7 separate regions of the Mus musculus genome follow, and regions 1, 2, 3, 4, 5 and 7 are each linked to region 6. Evidence: chromatin contacts called from public promoter capture Hi-C data. All regions are on one chromosome and are shown on one strand. Each heading gives the region's core, a stretch centred on a gene start, on an enhancer-like site or on the middle of the called end of the contact. The rest is flanking DNA. Distances are from core to core; before and after follow the strand shown. Region 1 overlaps Wwox (WW domain-containing oxidoreductase). Region 2 overlaps Wwox (WW domain-containing oxidoreductase). Region 3 overlaps Wwox (WW domain-containing oxidoreductase). Region 4 overlaps Wwox (WW domain-containing oxidoreductase). Region 5 overlaps Wwox (WW domain-containing oxidoreductase). Region 6 holds the start of Dynlrb2 (dynein light chain roadblock-type 2). Region 7 overlaps Wwox (WW domain-containing oxidoreductase).

Region 1 (2,700 bases), core at 17-2,516, 1.7 Mb before region 6:
GATCTTTAAAAATAAATAAATAAATAACCAACACAGGTCTTATTTTTGAAAGCTCTGGATTGTAAATGAAGTCTAATTATCTACCTTCCCCGTGGCTGGAGGGAGGAGGCAGACAGAATATTCTGCCCTTCTCTTTGTATTATTTCCTTCTAAATGAACACACTTGCCAAGTGTTCAAGGCGACTTCTGCCACTACTGCACCTTATCTAAGTAGCCTGCTTTCTAGAAGGAAGGCAGGCAGCATCCTGCCAGGCAGACCCTTGTCCAGTGACTTTCCTATCAGCCCTGTTCTGGATAAGAGCAGCATAAATAAGCTCACACACACACACACACACACACATACACACACACACACACACACACACACACACACACACACACACACACACACTCCTTTCCCTGGAAAATCATCTTCTCTTTTTAAGGATCTGGGATGGGGGGTTTAGCTCAGAAGCCAGTGAATGTGAGCATTAATATCCAAGCCCAGAGAATCACTGCCTGACAGTGTTGCCTGACAGTGGCTTGCCTAAAAAGAGCAGGCTTCTTTCTCATTCCTGCCTAGGGAAGTTGGCGGGTCCTGCGGTCAGCAACACCCTCCTTCCCAGTCCTGGACGTGCCTTCCAGATCTTGCTAGCACACACACACAGCATGTAGACTGAAGGCTGGAAGGCGCCCCAAACATTTGGCCAGGAAGAGGCAAACAATTCCAGCTGGCCCACGTGCTGCGCTTTAAAAATTACCCAGATGAACTGATTTTGTAAAGAGCGGGTGGAGGGGACTCCAGGGCTGGGGGGGGGGTGTGGAGGGGACTCCAGGGCTCTGGGGGGTGTGGGGGGGTGTGGGGGATCAGGGTGCCGATTCAGCCTCTACTTAGTCACAAGCAAGTCATGATTCTGAGACAGGCAAGGGTTGGCTCTGCAGAGCACATTGCCTTGGCTGAATGCAAGAGACAAGAGATGATCTGGTAGGAAGGTTTACCACCTTGGCCTGGCCCCTTCCAGACCCCTCACACCACAGGGTCTGCTTGAGGATGACGTTGGTTTGCCAAAGAGGTATGTCTTCGCCAACAGCTGCCTCCCAGAGCCAGAAACAAGAGGTTTCGAGTTTGGGTGGGGGGGGGGGGGGCAGGGCTTCTGTGGACGTGAAAAGGCTGCCTCAGAACTGTAAGGCATCTCTCCAAATGTGCTTGGACTCCCTGCTCTCTCGTTCCCCCACGGACGACTGACAGGCCGCATTCTCTTGGCCCCATGCCCAAGTGAGTTCTTGGCACACATCAACATTGTACATCGCTTTTGCTTCAGAGAAAAGTCGGCTCGGTGACTTAGCCGCTCTGTCGAGCCGGAAGTCTCGCTCCTGTGCTCCTAAAATTTCATATTAACCTGAGAAAGAGAAGAAGAAAAAAATGAAAGGGAATCTTTCACTCTTTTTTTATTTTACTCTGTCCAGTCCTCAGAGGTGGGCGCTCAGAATCTCCCCAGTCCTACCCACCTACTGGAATACCCTGTGACCGGCAAGGGACCGTGTGTCTCACTGCCACACCTGTCCAGTTCCAGCAATGTCACGTTCACCAGCTGGCTCCTGTTAGAAGGTTGAAGCTGATTAATTATAACTTACCAGAGGCCTGTTCTACAGTAAGACTCGGGCCCTGTCTGTTCTGTACCACTGTGGAACACACAGGAGAAGCAAGATTCTTCTAACGAAGACAAGGTGATCTCAGATGAAGAGGTCAGCCCAGATAGCATTGCTTGCTACCTGTCCACCCAACCATGAGCAAATGTGTAGGCTGGACCAGCCCGTGTTCTGATAGAAGAGAACACTAGCGATTTCTCTGTGTGCTGCTCTGTTTAAAGGAACAAGTAACGGTAATAATATCTGAATATAAATTAATTTTGAAAGGATTGGGGAGGTGGCTCAGCAGGTAAATTGTTTGCTGAATAAGCATGAGAACCTGAGGTCAGATCTCCAGAACCCACTTAAGAAGGCTGAGCACTTGGCTCCAGCTGAGGAAACCTAGGTAGAGATAGAGACAGATCCTAGGGTCCCTGGCAGCCAACTGAGCTGAAATGGCGCATACTGAATCAAAGGGGTAGGGGAAGGCATGTATAGAGAGTAGTAGAGGAAGACATCTAATGTTGACTCTGTGGGGAATTGGTGTGAACATCACGTGCACACGCATACATATACACACTACAAATGCACACAAATATAAAACCGTACTGAAGAAAAAGCAAAGACGGGAGAGGTGGCTCAGCATCAAGAGTGCTCATTGCTCTTCTTTTAAATGACCCACGTTTGCTTTCCAGCTCCCGTAGTAGGCAGCACATAACCACCTGTAACTCTAGCTCCAAGAACTCTGACATGCTCCTCTGGCCTCTGCAGGCAGCTACATACCCATCGCGCGCATGCACGCACACACGCACACTCTCGAGTGCACACACACACTCACACACAAATTTTGGCCAAGCCACTATAGATCTAATTTTAAATGCAAAGTCTGAGTTATGCCCAGGAACCACGGATATTTATTTAGAGCAACTGACCATCGTGGGGGGGGGGGGGGCACAGATACAACTGGCAAAGGCAACCAACAGGCCCCGTCTCGGACAAGTGCCAGGGTACTCTGGTTCCCGTCTTGTAGATGTGTCCCAGCTGCACCCTCTCCTGGGAGTGCTTTGGAAGATGGCTAGTGTGCTCAGCTCA
Region 2 (2,752 bases), core at 68-2,567, 2.0 Mb before region 6:
ATTCAAAATTAATTTATGATGGGTTCTCCAATGGCATGTGCCGACACGTAGCGTGTTTATACAAGTTTATTTGAGACGGGTGCATAGAGTGTGCTATGGTTTTGCTCAGTATGTTTTTTAGTTGGGGGTTAATTTGGGGAGGGGGCAGTTATATTTGATATCTGTGAATCCTGTGTGCTTTATTATGGAAACATCAATCTAAGCAGAAATTATAGCATTACCTTATTCTGATTGCACACACTGCTATATCGAGTTTTACTGTCCCCCACACAAGTTTTCAAAGTAAACCATGCTTGTTCAGTTGCAGTAATAACCAAACTGAACAACCACTTGTGATAGTTACAGCGTTTGGCCCCAACTCTAGGACAGGAGTTACTGTGATAGACAAGTCCCCCACACCTCTGTAAATTCTTCTGCTCTCTTAGCAGTCTGCCGTTGATCTCCTCCCCCCCCCCCCCCCCCCAGATTGGAACTTGGAAATCAAAGTTTCCTGTTCCGTTTTTACCAGCCCGTTGAACTCAGTAGTCTTACATTGTGGATATTTTAACCTTTGATTATCTGTGGACAATTGAAAATATTAATTTAAAATGAGCTTAGTGTTTTCTTCCATAAGACGTGTAGGGATAAGAAGGCCGCTTATGTGTCCCATAGTATTGAAAAGTTTACAGGTCACCTGACAAGTGCTGAGGCAGCGAATGGGCTGGGACAATAACCAGTTCCATGCTAGAGTGTGAGCGAAGGCGTCTCAGCTGCACGGCAGGGTGGGGGTGATCTTGTCCTCCCCTCCCTTGCTCCTTCCTTCCCTCCCTTCCTTCCATACACCCTGGTAGGTTCTTTTGGGCTCAGCCTAACACCAGGATTGAAACTATCTATTGAGAACCTCGACTTTATTACCTGAAGCTAGAAACCTTTATTGAAAACACTTTTAATTTACTTAATTTTGGCCATCTCATGCCGTGTATGTTTAGACTCCTTAATTTCTTTTTCTCATCTAAATGTACAGCGAGTGTATCTTTGAGCAGGTAAGCCCCGGAACTGGCTTTATTATACATTATACCAGCAAGTTAAGTTTGATTCATTTGAATTTTTAAAATCTCCAGAGCTTTGAGAACGACTTTGGAACATTCTTTACTGTTGGAGCTTAAAGAAAATAAATCTCAAATGTGCTCCTTATTAATTCACCTGCTTGGCAAGCAGAGATGAAAGGGTTTGGCGGGGTTTTCCTATTTTCTCTGATTTCTGTTTGTACTGGAGCAAACTGCCCTTTGCACAGAGTGGCCGAACTTTCATAAAACACAAAGATTTCATTATTGAGATACGAAGAACAAGGGGCAATGTTGTGTTATAAACAGGCCTAGAACCTCCCGTGTAGCTGGTTTGTGTGAGATGTGAGGGACTTGGTAAAGTACTTAATTCGGTGAGCTGTGAATTAAGAGCAGGACCAGGAAACAAAACTTTGTCTCCCTTCAGAAGGTATTTTGAGTGCATGAAGTAAAGAAAAGGGATCAGGTAAAGACGTGAGTTCCTCCACAGAGAGGCAGGAACGGCTTCTCAGTTCCTTTCCAATCTGGGGATCTGGGAACCCACGGCTGCTGATCAGCTTCTCTGGAAATGAGAAGACACAAGGCACAGTGCACACCTTGCAGCCAACTGACGGCTCACCCCAGCTGGTGTTCCTGTGCGACCCCACAGTGGGAAAGTTTGTCATTTGTTTTTGACACATTTCTCTTTGATTTCATACTCTCATTCCTACAGGTCTGGCCTTCCTTCAGGGCCTTCTTGGCGCAGCAGACTCCGTGTATTCAGTTTAGGTAATTTATCACTGCACACCGTGTCTCCTTAATACCTAATCTCTCTCCTTAACACTTTCCCTGTCTTCCAAGCCAGCAGCATAAAGAAGGATTCCAGGGGAGTGGGCCTTAGAGCTTCTGCCAAGAAAAGAAAGGTCAAGGTCCACGAGGTCCCCAAACATCCCACAGATTCACTCCACTGCCCTCCCTTTGCAGGCACGAGTGCAGAACATTGACAATTCACCAAAAGTCACTGCGTGGCTTGGAACAATGGCCCTGTTTTCTCTGCTTGAGGGCTAAGATGGCCACAGGGAAAGAAGCCAGCCAGATCCAAGAGGGCCAAGGGGGCAACACTGTCTCTTCTCTTAGAAAGCTTAAGGGAAGCCAAGAGTTTTGCAGCTCATTACCAACATGAATTTTATTCAGGGCCAGGGGCCCACCTGTGCCTTATTAGAAGTGAGTTTAGCTGTGACAGCATGGGCTGAGAGTGAGGAGGAAGGGAGGGGGCAAGGAAGGGAGGTGGGGGAAAAGCCCCACTAGGTACAACAGAGCTTAGGATAACATGTCTAGAATCTTTCATGTCATATAAAGCATGTGCCGATCACTAGCTGTGAGGAAGGTGGGGAGGAAAGACATGGCGAGTAACAGTCAACTTCTTCGTAAAGAAAGGGTGAAACGACATTTCTCTTCTGCAGACACGTCACTGGCAGTACCTGTTAACTTTAGGCATAGGCCAAGTGTCAACCCTGGAGAGAGACGACCAGTGAACAGCTCCTCCTGCCATTTAATCAGTCCGCTGCATCGTATTTATAGCCCTGGAGAGGTCGGCCCATTGTTACAAGGCGGAATTGTGATGTTCAGCAGTTTATTCCTTGGGAGCTGGAAGCATTTCTCCATGGTGAATTTGTAATATTAATTGGCCATGTCAGCTCATGACAAATGTAGTGACATCTATTTCAAGT
Region 3 (2,700 bases), core at 170-2,669, 1.6 Mb before region 6:
GCTCCACTAGACACCTCAGAAACCTCAGCACGAAATACCTTGTCACCAAACCTGATATATCAATATGCTTAAGCATCAGACACTGAGAGCTGATGATTACAATAGAGGCATCCAGTTGGGGCATAGTCTCTGCTCCTGTTCTTTGGAATAAACAGGCTCCCGATTCAATGATGTTTTGCTTCTGTGGTTTCTTTCTCTTCCTGTTAGAAAATGTGGTGGCTGCTCCCCACCCCCCACCCCCACCTCCCCCACCCCTCACCCGATCACCCCAGCTCCTTTTGCTTACTGGAAGGGAACCTCTTTACTCCTGCTCTGAGACTCCCTTTAACCTTTCTGATTAATGGAAACTGGGGAAACAGTGGTTGACATCCAGAACCCAAGGGTGGTGTGGCTGTAAGGGCAGCATAGGGAGGTGCGGATAGGAGGCTCAGAGGGATCATGGGCAGCCAGCCTAGCCTACTAGACAAGTTAAAAGCCAGCGAGAGACCCTGTCTCAGAAGAAAAAGGAGGCTCATGGCCTGAGAATGAGCACCAAAGATTGACCTCTGACCTCCACATGCATGTGCATAGACGTTCACATGCACCGGCACTTGTGCACACACACACAAACATTCTTACACACAAAGACACACCGAAAAATGATAATTGGTGGATTTTTAAAAACTCCATATTTCTGAAATTCAAAGCATCCTTGCAAAATAAGTGCCCAACGACAGACGGTGACAAGAACAGGCCACTTAGCCTGGAAAGTAAAACGGGGAAGACATGCCCCACCCTCTCCACAGAAAAGGGTGCAGAAGGCCTTCAACCTCCAGGCCACCCTGTGATAACTGCTTCACGCAGTCAGAGCCAAGGCCTGGTCGGGGGCCCATTCTTCCTCTGGCCCTAGTTAGGTACCTACTGGGCTTGAGCTTACTCCCCTGGCCCTGAAGGGTACCGAGGAATGTGGGCTGACAGAAAGTGAATCACATGCCTTGAGTGCCTACCACTGCCACCAGATTCTACCTGATCCTCCTTGTTGCCCTATGGCGATCAGCCCCTTCCCCCTGATGGTGCAGGCAGGCTAGTCACCAGATTCCCTAAATGGAAGACTGGCTGCTTTCTAGAGCTTTTTTTCTTCTGCATGGGCAGAGGATTCCCTGTGGCCCAAGTGGACAGGGTGGAACAGGTGGCATCCAGCAGGCTCACCCAGTGCCTGTGTGGTATGTGGCTTCTCTCCAAGACACCTGCTCTGCTAATACACACACACACACACACACACACACACACACAGGCACGCTCGCTCTCCAGAGCTCTCCCACCACTCTCAAGCTCTCCTGATCCTTTACAGTAAACACCGCCCTCAGCATGTCTCCTCTAGACAGTTTCAAGATGAGGAAGGTGCCGTTTGTAGTCCCTATTAATAGATGGGCCACCTGCAGCTCTGAAGCTGGCTGGCAAGGGTGGAGTGACTTGCTGAAGGCCCCTGGTGGCTGGGGTTTGTCAGTGTCTGAGCCCAAGAGCTTGCTGGAGTCTGGCTTGCTTTTCTTGAATCTCGCTGCCTCCTCCTTATGACTCACTGTCCTTTCCCATCTTCCTTCCTTCCTTCCTTCCTTCCTTCCTTCCTTCCTTCCTTCCTTCCTTCCTTCCTTTCTTCCAGGGTTTTCTCCCAGGCAGGCAGCTTCAGAAAGGGACAGTCCTGCCGGCCTTGGGCTCTGATAAGATCTGTCTGGGCTGCCTTTGTCTGGGCTGTACCTGCCGTTTCCTGAATGGCCCTGTTAATTGCAATTGACTCTCACAGAATGCAGAGATTGGTGCCACTTGACACCAGATGGATGGCCATGACTTTTCCAGGTGCCCCAATGCAGGCTGGAGGGGAGAGGGGGGAGGGAGGAGGGGGGCAGGGCACTGGAGCGAATCCAGTTACAATAAAGTGCATCAGAACTGGAACTGGGCAGCTTTTTTGTTTCCTCTCTCTTCCTACTCACCGCCTCCATAGTGAAAGGACTGTAAAAGAACTCTGGAGTTCCTCTGGAGAGGTGGTGGAGAGTTAATTTCCTGCTGTAGCAGGCTTCTTGTCCTTTATCAGCTTCTAGCAGCCCTGGGCTAAATAGAAAACCCATTTTAGTGGTAGACAGACTGAGGCTGAAGAACCAGCCTGCTGTCCGATGTGCGTATTTGTTGTTTATTGGGTGGTACGGTGGGAGTGGAATAGGGACTGGGAACCGAGAGCCGGTTCAGCTGAGAGCCCCAAGGCCCCTGGAGGCCTTCTGTCGTCACCTGCTCCAACCCACGGAACTTCAGGCAGGGCATCAACGTGGCAGATGGGAGGCCCTGGTTCCAACAGTCCCCATAGATCATTTTGTAGGACCCTCCCATCAAATCTGTGGGGTCGGAATTATCCTGTCATTCTGTACATGAGAAAACCAAAGCTTGTGAAAGGTAATGTGTGTGTGTGTGTGTGTGTGTGTGTGTGTGTGTGTGTGTGTGTGTGAGAGAGAGAGAGAGAGAGAGAGAGAGAGCATACTCACATGATCCTGTTCAAGGTCACATGACGGTTCATTAGCAAACTGAGTAAACTCCTGTTAGTTCTAAGGACAGTTGCCCTGGGTTCCAGAAACACAGTGGTTTTCTCCGATTGAGCTGTGTGGTCAGGGCCAAGGCAGAGCAGGGACCTTATGGCCATTGGAAAAATCAAAAAAGAGGATTTTTTGGGTGTTT
Region 4 (2,700 bases), core at 51-2,550, 1.5 Mb before region 6:
TTGAGTTAAAAACAATGCCTGTTGCACAAGCTTATGGGCCTGAGTTCAAATCCCCGGAACCTATATGAAAGCCAGATGCATAGGCGGAACATTCAATCCCAGCTCCTGTAGGGGCTTGGGAGGCAGAGAGAAGAGTCCTTGGAAAGTCACAGGACAGCGAGCCTGAAGCATACAGCAAAAGTCAACGGAGAGGTGGGCTTTACCAAGGTAGAAGATGAGGACAAAAACCAGAGGACCTACACACACACACACACACACACACACACACACACACACCAGCACCAGTGCTCTTTGCTAACAGGTACCAACAAGATAAATATGCTCCACTTTATTCTGGCAAAGCCCCCAGTTCTCACTGGTGTGCAGTCTACACAGTAGCTGCCTCTCTCCCCAGGTCCTCCTGGTTGCCCTGCCTGGAAGACTGACTGCTCACGCTCTTTCTGGAAAGCGAGAGGAGCTAACCACCAGGGCTTCAGAGCAAAGCAGAGTCAGCTTCCCCAGTCTCCAAGCTCATTCCCTCCAGGTGGCATTGACTGCCTCCCTTTCTAGAAACTTCTCACCCCTCAGCCATACCTGCTCTTTGAAGCCTGGGATACCCGCTGGAAACCACCCACAGTCCTAAAACCCTACAATCAAGCTCTGCAAGGAGTGTCCTTACCTAGTACCCCCCAGATCCTAATGTGCCCCACTGCTTCCTTCCTGGACCCTTGACTGACAGCTACAGTTCGAAATCTCAGATGTTGAACTACATCCTCCTTAACCCAGGACACGCACTTTCATCCAAGACACACACGTGTGTAGGAACAGGGGGCGTTTCTGGAAGAAGCTTTCAGCAGACTGATAGCCCTTTCTTCTTCCCCCGAGTTTCCAGCCTCCCTTCCCTCCCTGCCCTTCTAAAGGCATTTGGAAAGAGGTGAAAGAGCTTTAGATGCTCCGCGTCTGTGTCTGAGCCAAAGGGCAGCTGCCGGCAGCCCCTCCACCAGGCTCCCAGTGACCCTTGTCTGGCTCCCTGCAAGTCCATGCTCACACATCTGGCTGCCTGCCCAAATGTGACCTTGAAAATGGCTTGTAAGATCTCTTCAGGGCCTAGAGGCCCTCTCTTGAACCCCCTCACTGGCCTTGCCCTCTCCCAGATGTTCCCGAGTCCCCCGTGTGACCTTAGGCATCCTCCCTGGGATACCAGTCAATCATCAAAGGGTCATGAAGCAAAGGAATCCTAGAAAACAAGCAGAATAGAAATATCCTTGCATCTGCTCTGCTTCGTCTTTGTGGCTCGGCATAAAGACTCCCCCGGATGAAGGCCTAGTCCAGTGTTAGTTAGTTGTCATCAAATCCTGAATTGACCTCTTCTGTTGACCCCCTCCGATACAGAGTTAGTTCATGGGAAAATTTGGAACAGGGGTCAGAGGGAAGAAGGAAGGGGTCCACCCCTTTCTTTTGTAGCATTGACACCCACCCCCTCACTGCACCTCCCCTCCCCCCACCACATACCCAGACATAAAACTACACAAGAGCGATCCCTCTATTCTTCCTGTCTTAACCGAGCCTCCAGATGTAGCCTCATTGGTAGTCTTGGTGTGTTCCTCAGTGTTTGTGCTTTTAATAGATATTGCAAGTGTGTTTAATGTGAAAATAGAAACGGAGGGCTTTTAAAAGAGCTTACTCAAAATCCTGCCAATTACTGAAGTAGACCAGACAAGAAGGAGCCTCTTTTTTTTTTTTTTTTTAATACAAGGAGGACGGGGGCGTTTCCACCGAAAGCCTGGCCCTTTGTCTTTAAAAATATCCATGTCTTAGGCACTGAGTTATAATAACGAACGCAGATGTAGCTGAGTCACATTAAGAAAGCATGACCGAATGCCAGTGTGTCAGGCTCCAATGTGTCACATGTCATATGCAGCTTTCCTACAGAGGAGCCAGGATAGCTCTTACTTGGTGGCTCAGAGTCTTTGGATTGGAGGAGAAGATAACCTTTCTTTCTTTCTTTCTTTCTTTCTTTCTTTCTTTCTTTCTTTCTTTCTTTCTTTCTTTCTTTCTTTCTTTCTTTCTTTCTTTCTTTGCATGTGTTTGTGCGTCTCCTACGAGCGTGTGCATGCTCAGATATGAATGGGCACACTTCATGCCCAGGAACAAATGTGTGCACTTGTGTGTGGAGGCCCGAAGAGCTGACCTCGCTATCTCTCCACTTTCTTTTGAGGCAGGGTGTCTTGCTGGCAGTGGAGCGAGCGTTAGAGAGCTTGCTTGTCCTGGAAATCCCAACTGTCTCTGAAACACTGGGATTACAGGCAGCCACGGCCACCTTACCTACCCAGCTGGCACCAAGGTTGTTGAGTTCTGAGCCCCAGCCCTCTCACTTCCCTGCCTCAACTGCCTTATGCATTTGGCCATCCCCCAAGCCCCATCTTTAACCCCCTGTGCCAGTTGCTAAACTGTGCCATCCTCTTGCCTTTAAAATGCTTTCAGTCACCTGCTGACCTGTATTCAATGGTGAGAAATCACCAAGATGAGCCTGCACGAGCGGGAGTAAATTATCACTAGACAGAAACAAACAAGTCACTACCCGAGGCCTAAGACATTGTACAAAGCAGCCCCAAGATGTCTTGGGGGGCAGGGGGTAAGTGGTCTGTCCAGCTGCCTCTGCAGTAGATCCTACCATTTGAAGTAGGTTGATGCCAATGCGGAGGTCAAATCTTCCATAAC
Region 5 (2,700 bases), core at 122-2,621, 1.8 Mb before region 6:
AAAGTAAAATCCTGCAGTCTCCATGCAGAAAGGACCCAATCTTTACCCAAAGAGTTCTCCATGTCTCCTGGCCTGGTTCACGCTGAGCCAGCCAACATCTGCATTTCTGATAACAGTTTGCTTCCTTATGCTTTTTGAGGGCACTTTTAAAAAGCTCCACAGAGTAATTTGCAAGCATGTCCTTCACCATGCTGTTTCTCAGAAGTGGTGACCTGGGGGACAGGAGACCTCTGCCCGTGTGGCATGGGACAATGGATATTCTGCCACTTCGTACCCCACAATGTCACAATCCCACCTACAAAGAAGAGGTCGAAAAACTTCACTCATGTTCTTGCTCGGCATCAAATAACTTTTTAATAACCAACACTCCCTGAATATTTATCCCTGTATCAAGTGCTTTTAAGTTTTTTTAAGTTGCAAATAATAGTATTGCTGTACACTTGTAAGCAAGGAAATTAAGTTTCAGGGAGGTCTGATGGCCAGCTGGATGTCACACCATTGGTAAATGACAGACTGCCTGCCAGCACCAACACACTTCCCGGGACTGTGTTGTATCTCTCTCTCTCTCTCTCTCTCTCTCTCTCTCTCTCTCTCTCTCTCTCTCTCTCTCTCTCTCTCTCTCTCTCTTTGTGGATGGGGTGGGGAGGACCCATCTTGTTCATCCATATCCTGAATCTATCAAGAGTGCCAGGTACACAGAAGATCCATGATACGGTCTCAGTAAAGAAGGGAAGTCATAACTATACATGTGGTCAAGTTATTTCCAGAGATGGGGGCGGGTGTCTTAAGTCTGCAGGGAATGAAGCTTACGCGTGTTGGGGACCACTTTATAAAAATAGCACCTAGAAGTGCGTCTCCCTGCGTGGGAAGGGCTTCGCATTCAGCTTCATGTTTAGTAGCTCAAAGGTTGAGCTCTATAGTGCAAAACCAACCTGTAGGTGCTTTAAACAATCCCAATGAAAAGATCCGGCTTCTTCCCTTTCTCTCCAGACCTTCAAATGGGAAAGGCATTTTGGAATTCCTTTGAGTTTGCTGTCGAAGCTTAAGGGAACAATAGTCTGTGTTGACTCTTTGAAATGGATTTATCCTGAAGAGCATGACATAGTAGTTTCTGCCTTCCGGGAGAGAAGCCAGCTCCACGGGAAGAGGGGCCTCTGTGTTGAGCAATGCTCACCCCAAAAGTTTTGTCCAGTATCGGGGACTCCCTCAAGGTTTACTTTTTTGTTTAAAGTGGGTAGAATTCCTCCTCTCCCCTTTTGGGTAGTTTTTTTTTTTTAATGGTCTTTAGCAACTGAAGTAAGTGACAGTGGTCAGTGGAGGCGGACAGTAAGATTTATAATGTATTTGTGCTAGCTGATTGCCAACTGAACCGGTCTTTCCCAGCGGTGCTGTACGCAGACTTGGAAAATCAATAGGGATTAACCTCTGACCCACTGCACATACTTATACTGTGGCTGCATCGCTTACCAATATTTCATCTGTTTCACTTAGCCGCTGTTACTTATTCAATAACGTGTGGCCGATCGCACAAGATACTAATTAATTTTTTAAAATGCACCATCGCTTGAAGCTCTGATGAAATAGCCCACCTTTGGAAATTAAGGCCCTTTTTGGTTTATTTATTAAACTCACATTAATTAGCCCTAATTTAAAAAAAAGTTATGGGACAGCATTATGATATAAAGGTTTGCTTTGTTACAAAACTCGCTGTGGTTGGTTGGCACCAGGGGAGATGTCTGGCTGGAGAAGAGCAGGTGTCCCTTGACTGTGCTGGAAGATGGCTCCCGTTCAGTAAAATTTGCTGGTCCTACTTTTTGAGCATACTTTTTTTTTCCTTTCCCATTAAAGGGACAGCTATAGATAAACAGACAGTGACATGAGCCCAAGGCTTCATTACTTTAAAGAATCAACATCACTGTCAATGCATGGTGCCTGTGTGCTCACCGGTCTGCACCTGTGTGTGTTTCTGGTATGAACTGCTTTTAATTTGTCACAGCAACAAAATTTGCAGTGATATAATTTTGTAATCTTTTCCCTTTAATCTTTGGCATATGTTAAAGTATTGTGCATCTGTCTTCAAATTGAAAGTATTGTATGTTTTCTTCATTCTTCCTCTAAGACTCTTTTGTTTGCGTTTTTTTTTTGTTTTTTTTTTTGTTTTTTTTTTTTTTTTTTTTGTTTTTTTGCTAGTGTGCTTACCCCCCCAGAGTTTACTTACAGTTTGTTATTGATCCGGCAGCTGGAGTTTGAATTGGTCGATGCGCTCTGTAACTTGTTTAAGATACCCTACCTGAGCTATTAGCTTAAATAATGTATTCATAAATTGATTAATCATTACAGTAAAACTTATTAGCCGCATTTATATCTGCGTGTTACCCACAATTGACTTGTAGTCTAATCATCGCGGGTGCTTAAGCAGAGGCTGGGTCCACATTACAATTTAATAATAATCAGGCTGGGAAACAATGGTGTTTGCATGGAGACCGAGAGCGGATGCAGGCTGAGCTCCCGGGGGCAGCTTCTCACCTTCCCATCAGTCTCCTGCCGAAAACGAGCTGCAGGGAATAGACCCGAGATCCTCAGGAGCAAGTGACTGTGCTCACAATGGCCATTCTATTCTGAAAGCCGCGTTCTTGAGCGTGAAGTGAAGGAAGACTGTCTTTCACACTCCCTTTCTCCAGCAGCTCCATCATGGCGGCT
Region 6 (2,707 bases), core at 121-2,620:
ATTACTGCGATTCTATCAGAATGGAGACAGTCAACAAACAAGAGAGACCCCCTCTTGTTGGGAAGGAAGTTCTGGTTTTTGACAGTTAAGGGCAAGGAAGAGTAAAATATGCCTACGGTTTGGTTTTTCCAAGTGCTTGCAAGTTTTAGTAACTAACACTTTCAGTGGAGTTGAAGGTTATTTAGCACTTAGCATGAATTTAAAGGAAGGGGGAGAGTTGGGAGGTGGTGGAAGGGGTGGAAAGAATTCCCAGTACCTAGGACGGGGCCCGAGAACATGTTGGATTCCTTCAAGGCGCTTTATAAAGCACCACCTTGGATATCCATCATAGTCCCACCCCAAAGAGAAGGCATCAAAATTAAACCAAGCTACCTCCGAGAAATCATTGGAGGGAAAGGTCGATGAGGAGAAAGTGGCTCCCGTTCTCCCCCATTGATTCCCTATGCGCAGAATCAGACTTTACTGCTGGTTGGAAGTCACTTTGGCCACTTCTCTCTGAGCTGTTGTTCTCCTGCCAGAGCTGCTCCTGCTGGAATCCTGCTTGCCTCCCATCACAGCTGTGGATAAAGGCTTCCTCCTCTTCCTTCTTTCTTCCTTCCTCCCTCTTTCTCTTCTGCTTTTTCTTACTTTCCCTCCTCTATCGCTCCCTCCCTTTCTCTCCCTCTCCCTCTCCCCCTCCCCCCTCTCTCATTCTCTCCCCCTGCTGAGTGTGGATCTAACTAGATTCTTCAAGCTCCTGCCTTGCCTTCCCACAATGATTGCGACCTGGAATTGTAAGCTAGACGGAACCCTTTCTCCTCGAAGTTGCTCTTTGTTTGTTTGTTTGTTTGTTTATCACAGCAGCAGAACAAACCCTTTCTAGATCGGCTCAGCTCTAGTACCAAATTCTCAGAGATAAAGTGAAATCGGTTGGTTTTAGGACATGAGCACCTTCCCTGCGTGCTACCATATCCACAGTGTGTTATTGTTTCCCACATGGATAGTTCTATATCTCAGGATGGTATTATTGGCACCCATGTGTGTATCATATATCTCACGTGGGGGCGGTCAAGTGGCTACCTACACTTGCCTGACTCAGGGACAAGTGCCGGCCACATCTCCAGAAAGCATGAAAAAGAAGAAAAGTTAAACCCAGGAGAGACTGTATCCTGCCACGACCCCATCGCCTTGAGGTTCCTGGGAAGGAACGTCCGTGCCTGCCTTCTTTTGCTAGGCTGCAAAGCAACCTGCCACATGCAGGGCGGAAAAGCCGGCTTCAGAAACAGCCTAACCGTTGCGCAGGCGCAGCCCATAGCTTTCAGAAAGCCACTTCCTGCCTGGTTGCCTAGCAACGGGGGAAGCGTTGTTGACATCCACAGAAACTGCAACTCAGACTTGAGCCAGGAGCTGTCCCACAGGCGCGATGGTAAATCTGAGTTCTTGTCTAGAAGGGTAGAGGGGGAGACTCATGTGCACAGCTGTCCTGGGAGGGTCTCACCATTTACTGGATGACAGCTGGAAAGGGCGCTATTGAAAAAACGGGAGGTGTTGAGATGAATCTGGGAGCCAGAAAAGTTTGCAAAGAGCTATGACAGAGGTGGAGAAAGAAAGAAAGATCCCAAGCTGAGAAAGAAGGAGACCAGGAGAACAAAAAAATGGGAAGGGGGCTGGGAGATGAGTAAGAGACAAAGAGGGAAGAAATAAAAACTAGGAGGGGGGGCGAGGAATGGAGAGAGAACGCGGGGAGGAAGGTGGGATGCTACCCCAACCTCGCCTGCACAGAAAAGGAAGGAGAGAGAAGAGAGAAAAAAAAAGGAAAGGGAAAAAGAAAGGCAAAGGGGAAGAGAAGAGAAGGAAGGGGATGGGAGAGAAAGAAACGAAGGAAAAGGGTTGGAGAAAAGGGAAAGGGAGAGGAGGAGGAGGGAAGGAGAGTGAAGGGGAGAGGAGGAGAGGCACAGGAGTGGCCTGGGGACACAGGAGGTTGCAATAGGGGTCTGGGAGTCAGAAGAGAACCACCTTGGAGGAGAGGAAAGGTGAGGAGCAGAGAGCTGAGAGGAGCAGTGGAGGAAGGGAGGAGAGGTCCGTGACTTTGAGGAGCCCCTAAGGCGATCAGAACTGGGCTGGTTTGTGAGTATTCTGTGCCAGACATAAGGAGACCAAGAAATGCCAAGTGTCAGAGAGATACCCCAAGAAAAAAATGTCTACATTTACTGGGGTTTGCGTTTTCTTGGTTGGTCGGTTGGGTTGGTTTGTTTGTTGTTTGGTTTTGGTGTTTGGTTTGGTTTGGTTTTGGTTTTGTCCCAGGCTGTGTATGAGACAAAACAAGTCCCTGGCACTATCAGATTCTTGCTATTACTGTCACTGGCGATGTCTCCTTTTCCTTTCCAGAGGACACCTCAGGCTCAGAGCTTTCGTGTTACTGAAATGTAAACATATGCTCTCTTCCTTTGTTTTCACAGTCCTCTTTATTTGTGACAGCCCGTTTGTGACCTGGGGTGGCCTCTGCAGATGCATTTCTCCAAGCTTTGGGCCATGGTGTAGTTTAAAGAACATGCTAAATTAAATGTTACCAGTGTCCACCATGAGGAAAGCCACTAATCCAGCCTGACATTTCCTCAAAAGACACCTGCCCTGGTGGTGGGAAAAACGAGAAAAGTGCTTGCTCACCTCCACAATGGGTGCAGAAGGAAGCCTGTCTCTGACTGAAGTAACGTAGTGTTCACTTGTG
Region 7 (2,700 bases), core at 40-2,539, 1.9 Mb before region 6:
TAAGGCTTGCTGGACAAGGGCTTTACCACTGAACTACACTATCAGTCATCTTTTTACTTTTTGAGACAGGGTCTACAGCAGCTGTCGCACCTCCCTGTTAACTCATCCTGGGTCAGGTCGCTGCTTGTTACATTCTCAAGTTGGAAACAATGTATATAAAATTCCACCTGCTGCTACTGCATTTCCTAGGACCTCCAGCCTGCATGTGAACCCAGGTTCTCCTGTGTCCCGGTCTGAGGTCCTGCAGACTCTTGGGTACCTACCACCTCCGGCATTCTAAATTGCCTATTAATAAAATGCTTTTCATATAATTAAAAATGTTTTATTTTAGTGGCGTGGCTCTCGATATTGAAAATGTTTCTCACACCAGCCAATAACCCATCGATTTCTCACTCGCTAATGATATTTGAAGGAAGTTTTAAAAATTATATTAGCCACTTGTAGGCGGAAAAAAAGAAACCCTATTCATATTGCAGTATTAATAGCTGCTATGGGAGAATCATTCTGTTAATTTAATGTGCCTGTAAATCCTGCCCCAGATTGTTAGCTCTTCATTTTCTGGGATTAGAAGAGGATTAAGTTACAGGCCAGGTAGGTAACCTGGATATAGCTTCACTGACGCTTTGATGGGGACCTTTCTTTTTTTCCACTTTGGTATTGCTGAATCTCAGATGGTGTGGAGAGAAAAATCATCACTGGGAAGTTCTTGCTTTAAAAAAAAAATAACAAAAAAATTATCTCTGTGTGTGAGAATAAAAGTGTGTGTCACGACACACTTTGGGGTGGTGAGGTGAAAGGGGAGCCTCAAGTGCCAGCCTTCACCTTCCACGTCCTTTGAGACAGGAATTCTTGTTCTTCACTGCTGCGTATACCAGGCTGGCTGGCCAGTGAGCTTCAGTGGCTTCTCCTTTGGCTTCCTCCCATTTCCCCCTAAAATGCTGGGATTCCAGAGGTACACTCCCACATCGAGTCTGATGAAGGTCCTGAGGATCCGAACTCGGGTCCTCACACCTGCATGGCAAACACCCTGACCCATCCGTTAACCACCCCCGCCACTCCCCCAGGTCCATGCACTTGCTTTCTGGAAAAGTAGGTTTATGAAGCTGAGCTCACAGCACATTTTCCCTGGCTGTGCCTTAGAGGATAAGACAAACCCTCCTCGGAGGCTTGGTGGCCCACGGGGTTCCCAGGAGCTGTCTGTGACGGGCGTGATACACCCAGCTTGTCCTCGAGCTGAGGTTGTCAGTCGGACCAGAGAAGAAAATTTCCACCTGTGTGTTCACTGGGCGGTTAAACAGTAACCCTGCTCTCCTGGCTCTCTAAGCACAGGCGAGCTCCCAGCCAAGGCCTGTATAGCTTTCCTCACTCCAACTCTGCCTATTATCTTGACCTTAAAGTTTACGGGGTAAAAGAAACATTTATGGAACAGTTAAGGCCAGTTAGAACATAACGACTCACCTCATTATCACACCCCACAAATCTCCCCTTTACGGGGTTCCCTCCCCTGTCAGCTCCAACCACGAGCTTGGCCTGGGCACAGTTGCTGGGGCTCACACGTGGAAACACCAGGAACGTCTCATTCCTGACTTCAAATGTGCCAAAAACAAGAATCCTTAAGAACTCATAAAGTCATTTAGCACCACATTAATAATAGACGCATGATATTGAATTATGTTGGTAAGTATGTGTTTGAGCCGGTAACAATTATTTTTGGCTGGCAGTTCAGATATTTAATCCACTTAATAAATAAACAGCGCCCGCAAATCAACAAGTGAGAGTGGAAGGGGGGAGGGGCAATGATAAAAATGTCAAAGGTCATATAAACAAAAAACAGTATTTAGAAACATTAAAGTTTGTAATTAGAGAAGAGATGACCAAGAACAAAAACTTTATTGTACTTTTGAAGACATGGATTTTTCTTATGACAAAGTAAAACACACAGTGGGTAGAGAAAAACTGTAGAATTTAAGTGGACAGGGCCTTGAGACATAGCTCAACTTGGTCTTAAGTTCATACTCCTGCCTCAGCCTCCTGAGTGCTAGGATTACAAGCATGGGATACCACACCCTGCTTCTGTGAAATGTTTTAAAAATGTTTCCTTTTTAGGATGATTATATATAGAGACATACCCGAGGGGAATAAAACAACTTAAGGCAACTCAACTCAATTTAACAGTTGAGTTCCATTATAGCAACCTCACAGGTAAAATACCATGCATTTCACAAAAGCCCTAAGAAAGCCATTGCAAGACAAGGGAGATGTTATGTTAATTTTGTATATTGTTATAATGTGTGCGTGTGGATGAGTGGACATATATAACTTGAAGTTACCTGTTTGATATACATACATATATAATGCAAAGTTAGCATTTGGTGAATCTGACAGCTGGTTCCAAAGGTCTTAGCCAGTTTTTAAGGCTTTGGGGGTACAGATGAGAATGAAACAAGCCTGTACTCCAGTGAGCTAGTTTTATGTCACCTTGACACAAGCTAAAGTCATCAAAGAGGAAGGAACCCCAGTTGAGAAAATACCTCCGTAAGATTGGGCTGTATGGCAAACATTTTCTTAATTAGTGATTGATGTGGGCGGGCCCAGCCCATTATGGGTGGGGCCACCCCGGGCTGGTGGTCCTGAGTTCTATAGGAAAACAGTCTGAGCAATTGTGGAGTGCTGATCCAAGGTTCCTTCTAGTTCTTTCCT

Evidence for each region. Promoter capture Hi-C pulls out the DNA fragments that hold promoters and counts their contacts.
Region 1: a contact with region 6 is called in a promoter capture Hi-C map of liver, with 6 times the contacts expected there. The contact joins the enhancer-like site here to the promoter of Dynlrb2 in region 6. A contact is called at or near these places in 7 of 39 promoter capture datasets (the 3T3-L1 cell line, embryonic stem cells, hippocampal neurons and 3 more) and 1 of 9 other capture datasets (liver).
Region 2: a promoter capture Hi-C map of liver shows a contact between it and region 6, with 7 times the contacts expected there. The contact joins the enhancer-like site here to the promoter of Dynlrb2 in region 6. A contact is called at or near these places in 17 of 39 promoter capture datasets (the 3T3-L1 cell line, 3T3-L1-derived adipocytes, the C10 cell line and 11 more).
Region 3: a contact with region 6 is called in a promoter capture Hi-C map of pre-B cells, with 6 times the contacts expected there. The contact joins the enhancer-like site here to the promoter of Dynlrb2 in region 6. A contact is called at or near these places in 10 of 39 promoter capture datasets (the 3T3-L1 cell line, embryonic stem cells, frontonasal cranial neural crest and 6 more) and 1 of 9 other capture datasets (embryonic stem cells).
Region 4: a contact with region 6 is called in a promoter capture Hi-C map of hippocampal neurons, with 5 times the contacts expected there. The contact joins the enhancer-like site here to the promoter of Dynlrb2 in region 6. A contact is called at or near these places in 5 of 39 promoter capture datasets (the HPC-7 cell line, cranial neural crest, frontonasal cranial neural crest and 2 more) and 1 of 115 datasets of contacts at active chromatin or transcription factors (embryonic stem cells).
Region 5: a contact with region 6 is called in a promoter capture Hi-C map of liver, with 5 times the contacts expected there. The contact joins the enhancer-like site here to the promoter of Dynlrb2 in region 6. A contact is called at or near these places in 14 of 39 promoter capture datasets (the 3T3-L1 cell line, 3T3-L1-derived adipocytes, the C10 cell line and 8 more) and 3 of 9 other capture datasets (embryonic tail, embryonic trunk and liver).
Region 7: a contact with region 6 is called in a promoter capture Hi-C map of liver, with 5 times the contacts expected there. The contact joins the enhancer-like site here to the promoter of Dynlrb2 in region 6. A contact is called at or near these places in 7 of 39 promoter capture datasets (cranial neural crest, embryonic stem cells, hippocampal neurons and 3 more) and 1 of 9 other capture datasets (liver).

The regions. Positions count from the first base shown.
Region 1 is chr8:114,773,040-114,775,739 of GRCm38.p6, forward strand. The region is part of intron 8 of Wwox (WW domain-containing oxidoreductase); the gene reads left to right. Among named protein-coding and RNA genes, the nearest start is that of Gm16118, 66 kb to the left of the region's middle. Within about 2 kb of position 1,267, at least 58 of the 459 cell types and tissues checked have an H3K27ac peak or open chromatin away from gene starts, as enhancers often do. A contact at or near this core is called in liver, where this site is marked.
Region 2 is chr8:114,534,449-114,537,200 of GRCm38.p6, forward strand. The region is part of intron 5 of Wwox (WW domain-containing oxidoreductase); the gene reads left to right. Among named protein-coding and RNA genes, the nearest start is that of Gm16116, 61 kb to the right of the region's middle. Within about 2 kb of position 1,318, at least 6 of the 459 cell types and tissues checked have an H3K27ac peak or open chromatin away from gene starts, as enhancers often do. A contact at or near this core is called in liver, where this site is marked.
Region 3 is chr8:114,880,887-114,883,586 of GRCm38.p6, forward strand. All of the region lies in intron 8 of Wwox (WW domain-containing oxidoreductase), which reads left to right. Among named protein-coding and RNA genes, the nearest start is that of Gm39257, 79 kb to the right of the region's middle. Within about 2 kb of position 1,420, at least 79 of the 459 cell types and tissues checked have an H3K27ac peak or open chromatin away from gene starts, as enhancers often do. A contact at or near this core is called in pre-B cells, where this site is marked.
Region 4 is chr8:115,005,666-115,008,365 of GRCm38.p6, forward strand. All of the region lies in intron 8 of Wwox (WW domain-containing oxidoreductase), which reads left to right. Among named protein-coding and RNA genes, the nearest start is that of Gm39257, 46 kb to the left of the region's middle. Within about 2 kb of position 1,301, at least 12 of the 459 cell types and tissues checked have an H3K27ac peak or open chromatin away from gene starts, as enhancers often do.
Region 5 is chr8:114,750,555-114,753,254 of GRCm38.p6, forward strand. The region is part of intron 8 of Wwox (WW domain-containing oxidoreductase); the gene reads left to right. Among named protein-coding and RNA genes, the nearest start is that of Gm16118, 44 kb to the left of the region's middle. Within about 2 kb of position 1,372, at least 8 of the 459 cell types and tissues checked have an H3K27ac peak or open chromatin away from gene starts, as enhancers often do. A contact at or near this core is called in liver, where this site is marked.
Region 6 is chr8:116,503,645-116,506,351 of GRCm38.p6, forward strand. Dynlrb2 (dynein light chain roadblock-type 2) reads left to right here and starts at 1,371. Exons shown (of 4, transcript NM_029297.1): 1 at 1,371-1,405. The coding sequence starts at 1,403.
Region 7 is chr8:114,567,437-114,570,136 of GRCm38.p6, forward strand. The region is part of intron 5 of Wwox (WW domain-containing oxidoreductase); the gene reads left to right. Among named protein-coding and RNA genes, the nearest start is that of Gm16116, 28 kb to the right of the region's middle. Within about 2 kb of position 1,290, at least 11 of the 459 cell types and tissues checked have an H3K27ac peak or open chromatin away from gene starts, as enhancers often do. A contact at or near this core is called in liver, where this site is marked.